2 separate regions of the Zea mays genome follow, and region 2 is linked to region 1. The links are chromatin contacts, called in public Hi-C maps. All regions are on one chromosome and are shown on one strand. Each heading gives the region's core, a stretch centred on a gene start, on an enhancer-like site or on the middle of the called end of the contact. The rest is flanking DNA. Distances are from core to core; before and after follow the strand shown.

Region 1 (5,816 bases), core at 1,091-3,590:
GAGGTCGCACGATTCGCGACGGCGGGGGATGCGGATGGGGATGGGGCGGCGGCGGCTCACGCAGGGTGGGGGAGGGGAGGCGGGGGAACGAACGCGGGCGTGGGCGGGCGAACGGTGTGGATTCACGGAAGCGAACGGACGGTGTAGATTCACCGAAGGCAGAACGAGAGAAGGCAGGCTACCCTTACCGCCTTAATAAGTAGTATAGATTTGTATCTAGTTTGTCTATACGTTCTAGAAAAAAGGACACAATTGGAACAAATTATTTCTTGTTTTTTGAAAGTCGCCTAGTTGGGATGAATAGACGAAACTTGAAAATTACAATCTTTAAACACAAACATTTTTTGAGGTTAGCATTAGCATGAGTATTAATGAAATTGGAGTGTGGAAGTAGAGTTCTTCTTGCTTAGAGTTACTCAATTAATGCGGATAACTTTGGGAGTTAACTCAAATCGATCGCAAGCAAGAGAATTAGAAAGAGGAGAGAGGAATAATCAATCGCAAAGCAAGGTTGACACAAAGACATAGACGATTTGTTTCGCGATGTTCGGTTCCAAATAAACTACTCCCCATTGAGGGGTCCACGTAGGACGGATCTCTTTCAACTCTTTCTCTCTCTCAAGCGGTCACTTAGATCGATTGAATGCTTCTCTTTAATCTCGAGGGTCACTTAGACCCCACAAAGATCACCACACACTTATTTGTCTCTTGCTAGCTCTACAAGTCAACGAGAATTTAGAAAGAGAGGAAAAACACGATCAAGAAAACCAAGCAACAAGAGCACCAAGAAAACACAAGGTCACACATTCTCTAGTGTCTCTCCAATGTCCTAATCACTAAAGATTACAAATCACAGTTATGGCACTTGTAAGTATCTTTTGTTTCTATAAACTGGTTTATAAATTAAAACTAGTTTATAGTGTTTGAAACAATTTTAGTTTTCATAAACTAATTTTAGGTAAGGGAGGCTAGGTTCTTGGTTTTTAAGGAATTGTAAAAGTTTCTATAAATTGGAACATAAACTATTATGTTCGAAACCGTCTTAGTTTTTTTTAAACTAATTTCTTAAAAAAACTGGCTGCTTCCAAACAGCCCCTTAGTCAAATGATTGGGCTTACCTAAAGTTTAATGTTTCATCAGCTCTTGTTGGCTGTAATTTAGGTCTGAAACCTGAATTTAAACTCCAGAACCTCCTCTCGTCAGCTGTGAGCTCAATACTGAGAAGGAAGAGCACATGCACGTCACGTGGTCAGCAGAAGGAATCCTATACACCAATGGAGTACTATACTGTGTATATTTATCCTGTAATGCGGTAGCAGATCTTGTCTCTGACACCTGACGAAGTGTGAAACTTATGGCGCCGTCAGATGATGAACGGCATGGCATGTGGCATCTCTCTTCTTGATCTTGCACGTCACACACAACACAATGGATAAAGGTCTAGAATCTAGACGAAAAACAGCTAAAATTGCATTCCCAGCATTATGTTATGGAGCCATAAAGTTTTAACCTTTGCCCGTCCCTAGCTGCCAAACGGAGCCTTTCTCTTTAGCTGAACCAAATTACGACCTTTTGTGCGATGCAAATTGAGCGAAAAAAAGAGACAAGAATGGACCGTACGGTGAATACCTTCCACTTCACGGTTTTGACGCCATTTGGAAGGTGAGAACGCTCGTTCCGAGTTCCTTTTTAGTCCTTAGTTCGAGCAAAAATTTTCTTCTTGACATCAGTAAAAAAATAATCCATGCCTCCCATTCCCAGTTATCCTTTTATTTACTTTATTATCACATAATGACTGTACTGCAAAACTTGCAGAAGCTGCGTAAACTGTAGGGAGTGAGGGGGTGTTTGGTTACACCCCGCTAAAATTTAGCCTCTGTCCCATCGAATGTTTGAACCTCCGTTCCGGGTATTAAATGTAGTCGGATTATAAAACTAATTTGTCAGCCGAAGATTAAAAGACGAGACGAATCTAGTTCAGTTAGTTGGATCTATATTTCATACTCCTATTTAAAAGTCAAACGCTTGATGTGACCCGAGCTAAACTTTAGCAGGAGCAACCAAATACAGCCTGAGTAGGGTCCAAAAGGAGACAAGAACACTGAACACCTAACAGTCAGTTAAATCACTCGAGTACTCTGAAAGCCATGGTTGGTATGTCCATCACGTAAACTCCCGGTGGCGTAGGCAATTCGAGACGGTTATCAAAAGGCTAGACTTTTTTTTTCCAGAGTCTGATGAGTGAGATGATGTGTAGCATGAACAGTGATGAAGGAACGCACGCCCGCACGCGTGAACGAGAAGCGAGGAGAGCGTGCGCACGAGCATCCATGTGTCCATAAAGGAGAAGGGAGAGGAGTAGGAGCAGTAGACGAATGATGGTGCCATACTGCCATCGCCGCCAGCTCAAGCCCTCCCTTCAATCCAACTCCACCTCCACAAAAATCCTATCCATTCTCCACCAAACGCCCCCACGACGAGAGCTCATCATCCCCTGCTAAAAATTTGCGTCTTTTATTTCTAAAGATTCCTTACCGGAGTTTTCTTTAATAAAAAAATCCCCCTTCTGTTGTCCATTTCTCGACGCGCCAATTGTTTTTTTCTTTCTTTCTGATTTGGATTCGTGGATTTGGACCACGCGCACCACCACAACCAATCCTCCTCCCCCCTTCGAGTCCCCGTCCTGCCCCAACAATCCCAATCTCCGGAAGAAGGGGAAGCAAGCATCAGAAATCCTAAATAGGGGGGGCGCACCAAGAACTCCACTGAGAATCCCCAATCATTTCTCGGTGCATTTGGCCCCGCTCCACCATCACCGAAATCTCCAAGAAAACTCATCCCGAATCCGCCCCCGCCCCCAAATCGGCCCTACACCGCACCAGATCACAGCTCATAATTCCAGTGAGAATTCGGAAAGGAGGGGAGCAATGACGGAGGTGGCGCTCCTCCGGGGCCCGACCAACCTCGCTTCCACCGCAAGCCGCGCCCCCGCCTCCCCCTCCCCCTCCCCCTCCTCTTCGCTGCGGTATTTAGCCAATGCCGACAGCGACGTGCTCCAAGGAAGCGACAGCCCGGAGCGCACTGCGGGATCTGCGGGGAGCCGACGACTCCTTGAACTGCGCGGGCAAGAGGCGGCGGAGGAGGAAGAGGAGCGGTGGTCCTTCTTGGCGCTGCTCTTTGAGCTACTGCGGAAGTCGTTGCTCGGGTGCAGGACCGTGGGCGGCGGCGAAGGCGAACACGGCGGCTGCGGGATGGAGATTGGGTTGCCCACGGACGTGCAGCACGTGGCGCACGTCACGTTCGATAGGTTCCACGGATTCCTAGGCCTGCCCGTTGAATTCGAGCCCGAAGTGCCCCGCCGTGCTCCCAGTGCCAGGTATGTCTCTTCTCCCTCATCAAATTGCTATCGAGTTCACGCTTCCAGAAAATCTGGCTTTCTTTTCAGAGTTTACTTATGCAATAACATGGATGGTGTTTGCTCCAATTTAAATTTTCGCTTGGATGGTGTTTGCACCTTTTTTCCCCCCTTCTTATAATTCCAAATATATGTGGTGCTTTGGTTCCAACAGTTGCAGATAGTAAGTATTAGATTCTGTTCTGTTAGAAAGTTGTAAAATGTAAATGGTGTTTGCTTGACACGGGAGGTGGTTAATAGTTGCATTTTGATGGTATGGTTGTTTCAGTACTATAGTTTTGATCCTTATCCTTCCCCATATTCAAACTCCACCTTGCGAATCTACAGTGCAAAACAATATTTTTGGTGACCATATGGATGAACTGCTGAACACAGTCTTACAACCTCCATGCTGCTTTGATCTGAAATAAACTTTTGAAAAAGCAAAACTTTAGCTGGAGTTTGAATTCCATCTAAATCATGTTATAAAGTATGAAGTTGGTTTTTGTTATGGCAGCCTTTGCAGGATTTGAACTGTAGTATTGATGAAATGAACATGTCTTCTGATGGTGGATATGCTTTGGACCACAATTTGCATATAAATATTTTCTGCGTGTTTTTTCCCCATGTTATATCAAATAATTGGTCAATCATTTTTTCTGATGCACTCTTCTAGCATCCATGATTTTGTTGTACTTGCTTACCTCATCTAGGAATTATTCCGATTGAACTAGGTACATAAAGTTGATTGTTACATCATCTGTCATTAGTAGGATAAAAAAGTTGCGAGGGATTCCATGATTTATGTATGGCCTATTTTGTCTTGATTAGATTATTCGTTATTTTTTCACTAGACTTGCAAATTACTTTGGTTTTTAATCTTTTATTCTCCTTGATCTATTGTTTGTATAGTAGACCTTATTATTTCTATTGTACTTTGCTATACTATCTGACTTATTATAGGAACAGGGTACAAAGTATAAGAAAAGTACATAGGTATCTTGTACCTTATTTCTTATTGTGAATTCCAAGGTGTCGGTTTTCAGCATTAGGCTAAAAAGAATTAAAAAGGGGTTCTATATTAGTTCTCCTTTATAGGAGGACGGGAGCCTAGTGCTCCAAAAGAAGATAAAGTGGCACAAACACCTAACACCTAATCTTCAAACTCAAGGATTGCTAATATATGATCAATAAAAATCACCTGATAATTGGACATATTCTTGGCACCATATGCATTTACAATTTGAATTATTGAAGGACCGTTCTTGTGTTCATGTAAACATATCCTTAACCTTGAAAGTCACATCTATTTTTCTCGTTTTTCAGTGCTAATATGCATTTTATGAAAACATAATTGTTACTTCCATCACAAGTTTACTTTGGCAAATCCTGTTCATTGGCTGATTAAAACGTGATATGCAGTGCAAGTGTCTTCGGTGTTTCAACAGAATCAATGCAGTGTTCCTATGATTCCCGAGGAAACAGTGTCCCAACCATCCTTTTGATGATGCAGAGACGCCTTTATGAACAGGGTGGTCTTCAGGTGTGTCTTTTATGATCTCCTATCATCCTATGATTCTTAGTCTGTTGCCGTCAGTGTTTGGAAGCCTTATTTCTGATCAAATAAGTGTTTCCTTATTTTGTACTGTCAGGCAGAAGGTATCTTCCGTATAAATGCAGAAAATAGCCAGGAAGAGTTTGTGAGAGACCAACTAAATAGTGGAATTGTTCCAGATGGCATTGATGTCCACTGTTTGGCAGGTCTAATTAAAGTAAGCTAATTTCTTTCATGTAGCTTATACAATCATAATCATTCTATTGGAAGCATCTTTTTCTTAATCACCTGTTTAGTAATTAGAGAGTTATTAAATGACCGTGCTTACCTTTTTTTTGGTGGAATTGCATGTCAACGCCTGCCAGAGAATCCAGACTTCACAATCCCATCTCTTTTTACTTGTACAGTGATATTGCCTCACTTTTTTTTGTGATTGTGGTCTGTGATCATGCCATTTAGCAGTATTCGTTGTAGATCATGATCTTACTTTTGGAGATGTCAAGGACTTTGGTCATCTTGTTTTTTGAGCATGGTTGGACAACTTATTTGACATAACGGCCTCTAGTTGAGTTGGTTAGGTGTTCTGGGTAACATTCCTTTGGTCTTGAGTTCGACTCGGCATAGGTCTAAGGTTTGGTCCCGGTCCCAGTCGTTCTCACATGGGCTACGGTGTCGTTGTGTAAGGGTGGGGTAGAGGTTTGGAGGTTTTCTTGGTCTGTATGAGAAGGTCTTTTTCTTACCCCCGCACGTTGTTTTTTTTTTGCTCGCTAGCTAGTCACTTCTTGGCAAGACAAAAAGTATGTTTTCATCCAATTTAAATTTTCATTTTTTTTCAGGCCTGGTTTAGAGAAATGCCGAGGGGTGTAC
Region 2 (5,816 bases), core at 1,921-4,420, 110 kb before region 1:
AGGGAAAAAAAATAAAGATACAGAAAGATCCGTGTAATCTCTCGTTTTCACTATCATATTTATATCATATTTAGGCCTTGTTCCAATCCGCGAGATAAACTTTAGCAGATTTTTTAAGCTACTTTTAACCATTTATAATCTAAACAGAAGAGCTAATGGTGTTAATTGAAGCTAAACTTTAGTACTTCAATTCATATAGCTAAAGTTTAGCAGAAAGCTAAAGTTTATCCGGTAAGATTAAAACGGGGCCTTACTAGTACCTGATTGTGTCATTTTACCAAATAACGCCACACAAGATCACGTCAGTATATTTTTTCCCCACTAGTGCGTGTCAATGAGAAACTTTAACATACTCCTACTAGATACTACTTATTAGACAGCACAAACGTGAACGTCGTTTTTGATTATTAGGGTATGATTATAGCAAATTGATGGTAAATTAATTTAAGACTATTTTTTAAAAAATAGATTCCAAAAGCTATAATAAAGTTAAGTAACACGCCACCCTGTTAGGTCGCAACGCATAATGATAAAAAAAAACACATGCGACTTGAGGCACACTTTTTTTTGGAAATGAAAATATCATTCCGGTCTTTTGCATGTTCATGCATACAACCATATAGCTCAAATAATACATCATCCCAACAGTTTGTGAATCAAACAAACTTCAACTCAAAACATGCTATGGAATATAAGAACACAAACACTAAACCGCGTCAATCCTTGTATTAGACCGCCACCCGTGGCTCACGAAGACCTCCATGGCCACCACCTCCAAAGACTGACACATGATATGGATTTGCTGTTGTGTTTCTTCCTTCTGTAGGAGTCTCCGAAATCTGAACCAATGTGTACCTCTGAAAATCACCTGTATAATTGATGGTATATGGTTATGATTAAACACCACATCATTACGCCAAAGCCAAATCGACCAAAACAAAGCTGCAACGCCAGAAAGAAGTAGCTTTTTATGCATACAACCTTTGTTGGATTCCCAGTCCCCTATAATATGATTAATATTAACGGGTGGGTCTATTTTTAAAGTAAAATAAATAATTCTCCAAACAGTTTTAGCTATGTAGCAATCAAAGAAAAGATGTTGTATGTTCTCGTTTTGATTACAAAAACTGTACTTCGGACTTCCTCGCCATCTACGTTTGGCTAAGTTGTCTTTGGTTAGGATTAGCCCCCTACCTAGATACCAAAGGAAAATCTTAATCTTAAGGGGTAATTTCAACTTCCAAAGCAAACATCCACGATTATAATTGGGGATACTAATTAAATTATAATACATGGATCTGGTTGAGAAAGTCCCATTCCTATGAGCTGTCCACACGAAAGTGTCCCTCACCGGAGTCAGATTAACCGTAGCCAGTAAGTATATCATGGTCTGCCATTCTACAAGCTTAATTCCAACAATGGATCTCCGGAAAGAAAGATTTAGATTTTCACGTGACAACACTTCTGCAACCAGCGAGGTCTTATTGCGTACTATATTAAAAAGGTTTAGGAATTGCTCACTAAGAGGAGAATTATTAAGCCATTTATCTTTCCAGAATCTTGTTGCTTGTTCGTTCCCCACCTTAAAATATCCCCACTTGAGGAATTTGTCCTTGACGTTCATTAGACCGGCCTAGAAATGAGAATCACCCGGTTTTCTAACATCTTGTGTTAGGGATTTGTCTCTCAAGTATTTGTTTCTTAATAGATGTTGCCACACACCATCTCCATTGAGTAATTTAAAAAGCCATTTGCTGAGTAAACAAATGTTCTTTATGTCAAGATTGGCGACTCCCAGCCCACCTATCTCTTTAGGTTGACAAATGATTTTCCATTTGGCTAGTCTATATTTCTTTTTATGATGTCCTCCTTGCCAAAAGAATCTGGACCGAATAGCATTAAAATATGCTTGGTTGAATGCTTACCCAGTGGTGCTACGTACCCGCCGTAGTCGCGATGTGTGGACATCGTACGTTCCTTTGTGTTTGGAGGAAACCAACAAACGATATGCATGGTGAGCTGTGGATCTAGCGGGCCAAGTGTATGAGGGTATCACACAAAGCTTGTCTGTGGAACAAACAGACAAACCAACTTTGGACACAGTGGTGTCACAGAGTCACCGGCATCACAGCACAAAATACTGAAATAATCGCTGCAAAAACAACAGAAAAGTTCGCAGCGTCGTGCCCACAACCGAGTGAAGTGATGTATCATTCTTTGAAATAAACGTGTAGAGAAAATTTTAGAAGATTGTACCTGATCACGAAAAATATGAGAAAGCTAATTGAAAAGAACATGTTATTAGGTAAACAAACCTCATATGTAGGACAATTTTTGTTTCTTTCAAGGGCTGCAAAAGACTTTCCAGGTTTATTATATATACTCCGTAAGAACTGAATGCCCCTCAGTTCCAATTTATAATTTGTTTGGTTTTTTTTAAGTTTGATCGACTCATCTTATTCAATTTTTTAGAAAAAAATAGAAAATGCAAAGCTATATTTAAACTATATTATGTGGTAAACGATGTCACGGTAAAAATTAATAATAGTTATGAAATTTTTTTTAACAAGATGAGTCGGTCAAATTTAGAGTAAAAATTCAAACGAATTATAAAATGGAATGGAGTGAGTACAAGGTATCCAAGGTTTAAAATTTATCTCAAGTTATTAGTTAGTTTACATTCCTTAACCCTGTGTATGCCATTTAAACCTCTTCCATGCAAGTCTTTTGGACATGGTCTTGCCAAATAAAGCTCATGTACCTGTAACGGAAATCAATTGGGTGTATACATGTCCTTTCGAAATACACATTTGAGAAAATTAAGCAAGTTAGCAAACGGACTGATTAATTAGTGAGGATCAAACTAGTATTTTGCTAGACTCCGTATCTGATCATTGTAGCTGTAGCCCATTCGTTCTTGGCCCGTTTGTAGCCTTTCGCTTATATTTCTAGATTTTACATAAATCTTTCAGAAATTTTGTAGCCCATTCGTTCTTGGCCCGCCCTTACATCTCTGGATTTTACATAATTTTTTCAGAAATCTTGTAGCACATTTGTTCTTGGCCCGTTTGTAGCCCGTATTTCTTTCTTCCGCTAGGCGGCGCTGGCCCGAAGGCCTGCTCAGCCTCCCCAGGCCCCCTCGGTATCCTACAGCTGCGTGTCCACCGGTGCAATTCGAGATGAGCCGGCGTTGGCGCGTTCCGGCGTCGATCGTGCGCGGCCGCCGTGGATGAGGCCCGGTCGGAACTGATAGTCTCGCACATAGGTTAGCTTTGGTGGGTTCGTCCCAACATTTTTTTATTTTATAGACCTTTATTTAACACGAAACACTACGTTTTCTTAAAATTCAAATACACATGGTTATGTAACTACACGAATGAAATTACATAATTCATAACATCAATTAAAAATTACATAACTAGAGCACAATAATAAAAATACATAATTTATGACTACAATTACATAACTTAAACATAAAACACAAATGATTCACAAATAAAATATAATTTATAAAGTAGATTTTATGGTTTTTTTTTGAATTTTTAAACTCCAAATGTTAAAATAATCGCTTGATGTGGCACACACAAGGATAGATGAGGATACACCATCCCACTAAAGACGATCATAAATGATTGGTGCAATACGATGGTAATGGGTGGGCGTTCGGGTTACCCGAAAATTTCGGGTCGGGTAATTCGGGTTTTTAAAATTTCGGGTTTTGAGAATCGATACCCGAAATTACAACGGGTTTTGCAATACTCGAAATTTCGGGTACGGGTTCGGGTTCGGGTATTCCTGAACTACCCGAACCATTGTGTCACATTCATAAAAACACATACACCCTATTAAATTAGTATAAAAATATAGTTTGCATAATGATACACATGGACATATTGTCGGTGTTTTGGGTCCGACCGCACACCCGGGGTTACCCCTCAAGGTGTTTTTAGGAGTAGGACGGTGTCAACGACTGTAGCAAAATGGTTCGTGCCGATCGCACGAGGGACAGTGGACAAGATTTGCAGGTTCGGGCCGCTTAGAGATGCGTAACACCCTACGTCCTGATGAGTATTCGAGTGTGGTTACAAGAGGGCTCTCTGGATTGAAGGCACAGAGAGTTTACGTGGGTGGCTAAGTAAAATAGGGTCGATCGTTCTGAAGGGGTGCCCCCTAGGCCTTATATACTCGACCGTGGGGCAGTACACGTGGATATGATAACAACAAGTAGCTGAAAGGTAGTGAACCTCTTGAGTTTATCCCTACGTAACCCTCGCCGACTTATCCTCGCATGGCTCCATTGCATGGGGGCTTCAGCGCGGGAAAATCGGGTCTCCGTTGGGATTTACTTGTTCGACGTTGTGGGCCGTCCGGGTTTGCTCCAATCCAGCCTTACGTCTTCTCTGCTTTGTTGATCGTCTTTCCCCAGGCCCACGAAAGGATGACCTTACGATTTATTGGGCTCTTGGGCCTTTCGTGAGGTCTTTTACTCCTTTAGTGGACCCGGGGGATATCTATCCCCCACAAGCCCCCGATCTTTGGGTTGATTTAGAGGTAATCAACCCAAAGATCCAAGGTCCAAAAAATGACTTCCTGCTGTCTTCTCTTGCTCCGATTACTCGTTCGACCGAAGTTTAGTTCTGTGCTTGTGCCTTTAGAGGTCGGTGAAAGGGAATTAGGCTTACACCTAGTTCCTAAATTATTTTGGTGGTTGAATTGCCAAACACAAATTGATGAACTAACTAGTTTGCTCTAGATTATACGTTCTACAGGTGCCAAAGGTTCATCTACAACTATACTAATTCGACTGTCCGGAATACCGTAGATTATTCCGGATAGGAGAAGCTTTTTGGAAAAATAGGCCAAGCGCGGACCGTCCGGGCTCTTGCGGCGGACCGTCCGCGACATCGGGATACCCCTCGGACAGAACCAATACAAAAACACAAGTTTCCACTACGGACTGTCCGAAGGAAAAGCAAAGACCGTCCGAGCCCTCGCGCGGACCGTCCGGCCTCAGGCGCGGACCGTCCGGTCGGTAAGAAACCGAAAAACCCGAAGGTAACGGGTTCGGAGAAATGAATTATAGGGGGCCTCGCGGACCGTCCGGGGTGCACGACCGGACCGTCCGCGACTGGCTCTGTCTGACATCTGACGACGCATTAAATGCAATATAGCCGTTACTGCTGACCGTTGCATTTTCAGCCGTTGATCTACAGGGGCGGACCGTCCGCACCAGGAGGGCGGACCGTCCGCGCTCAGCAGAAAGGCCCAACGGCTAGGAAGTGGTTGGTGGCTATAAATACCACCCCAACCACCTCCATTCACAACATCCAAGCATTCCAACCTTCAACATTCAATACAAGAGCTAGCAACCCATTCCAAGACACATTCAAAGCCTCCATCTCTCCAAGTTTCACAATTGAGAAAAGAGATCATTAGTGATTAGTGGCTTGAGAGAGAAAGTGATCCGTGTGTTATTTGTCGCTCTTGTCGCTTGGCTTTTGCAATCGTGCTTTCTTGATTCTTTCATTGCAATCAAACTCACTTGTAATTGAGGCAAGAGACACCAATCTTGTGGTGATCCTTGTAGGAACTTTGTGTTCCAAGTGATTGAGAAAAGAAAGCTCACTCGGTCCGAGGGACCGTTTGAGAGAGGGAAGGGTTGAAAGAGACCCGGCCTTTGTGGCCTCCTCAACGGGGAGTAGGTTTGCAAGAACCGAACCTCGGTAAAACAAATCTCCGTGTCTCACTTGCTTATTCGCTTGGGATTTGTTTTGCGCCCTCTCTCGCGGACTCGTTTCTTTATTACTAACGCTAAC

What was found. A called contact is a pair of places that touch in the nucleus more often than the background predicts.
Region 2: a contact with region 1 is called in a Hi-C map of tassel, with 7 times the contacts expected there. The contact joins the enhancer-like site here to the promoter of LOC100279404 in region 1. A contact is called at or near these places in 5 of 25 Hi-C or Micro-C datasets (ear, endosperm, leaf and 1 more).

Annotation. Positions count from the first base shown.
Region 1 is chr10:5,360,865-5,366,680 of Zm-B73-REFERENCE-NAM-5.0, reverse strand. LOC100279404 reads left to right here and starts at 2,340. Exons shown (of 5, transcript NM_001152416.1): 1 at 2,340-3,376; 2 at 4,817-4,937; 3 at 5,047-5,166; 4 at 5,786-5,816. The coding sequence starts at 2,928.
Region 2 is chr10:5,474,710-5,480,525 of Zm-B73-REFERENCE-NAM-5.0, reverse strand. No RefSeq gene overlaps it. Among protein-coding and RNA genes, the nearest start is that of LOC541946, 42 kb to the left of the region's middle. Within about 2 kb of position 3,170, at least 17 of the 20 cell types and tissues checked have an H3K27ac peak or open chromatin away from gene starts, as enhancers often do. A contact at or near this core is called in ear, endosperm, leaf and 1 more, where this site is marked.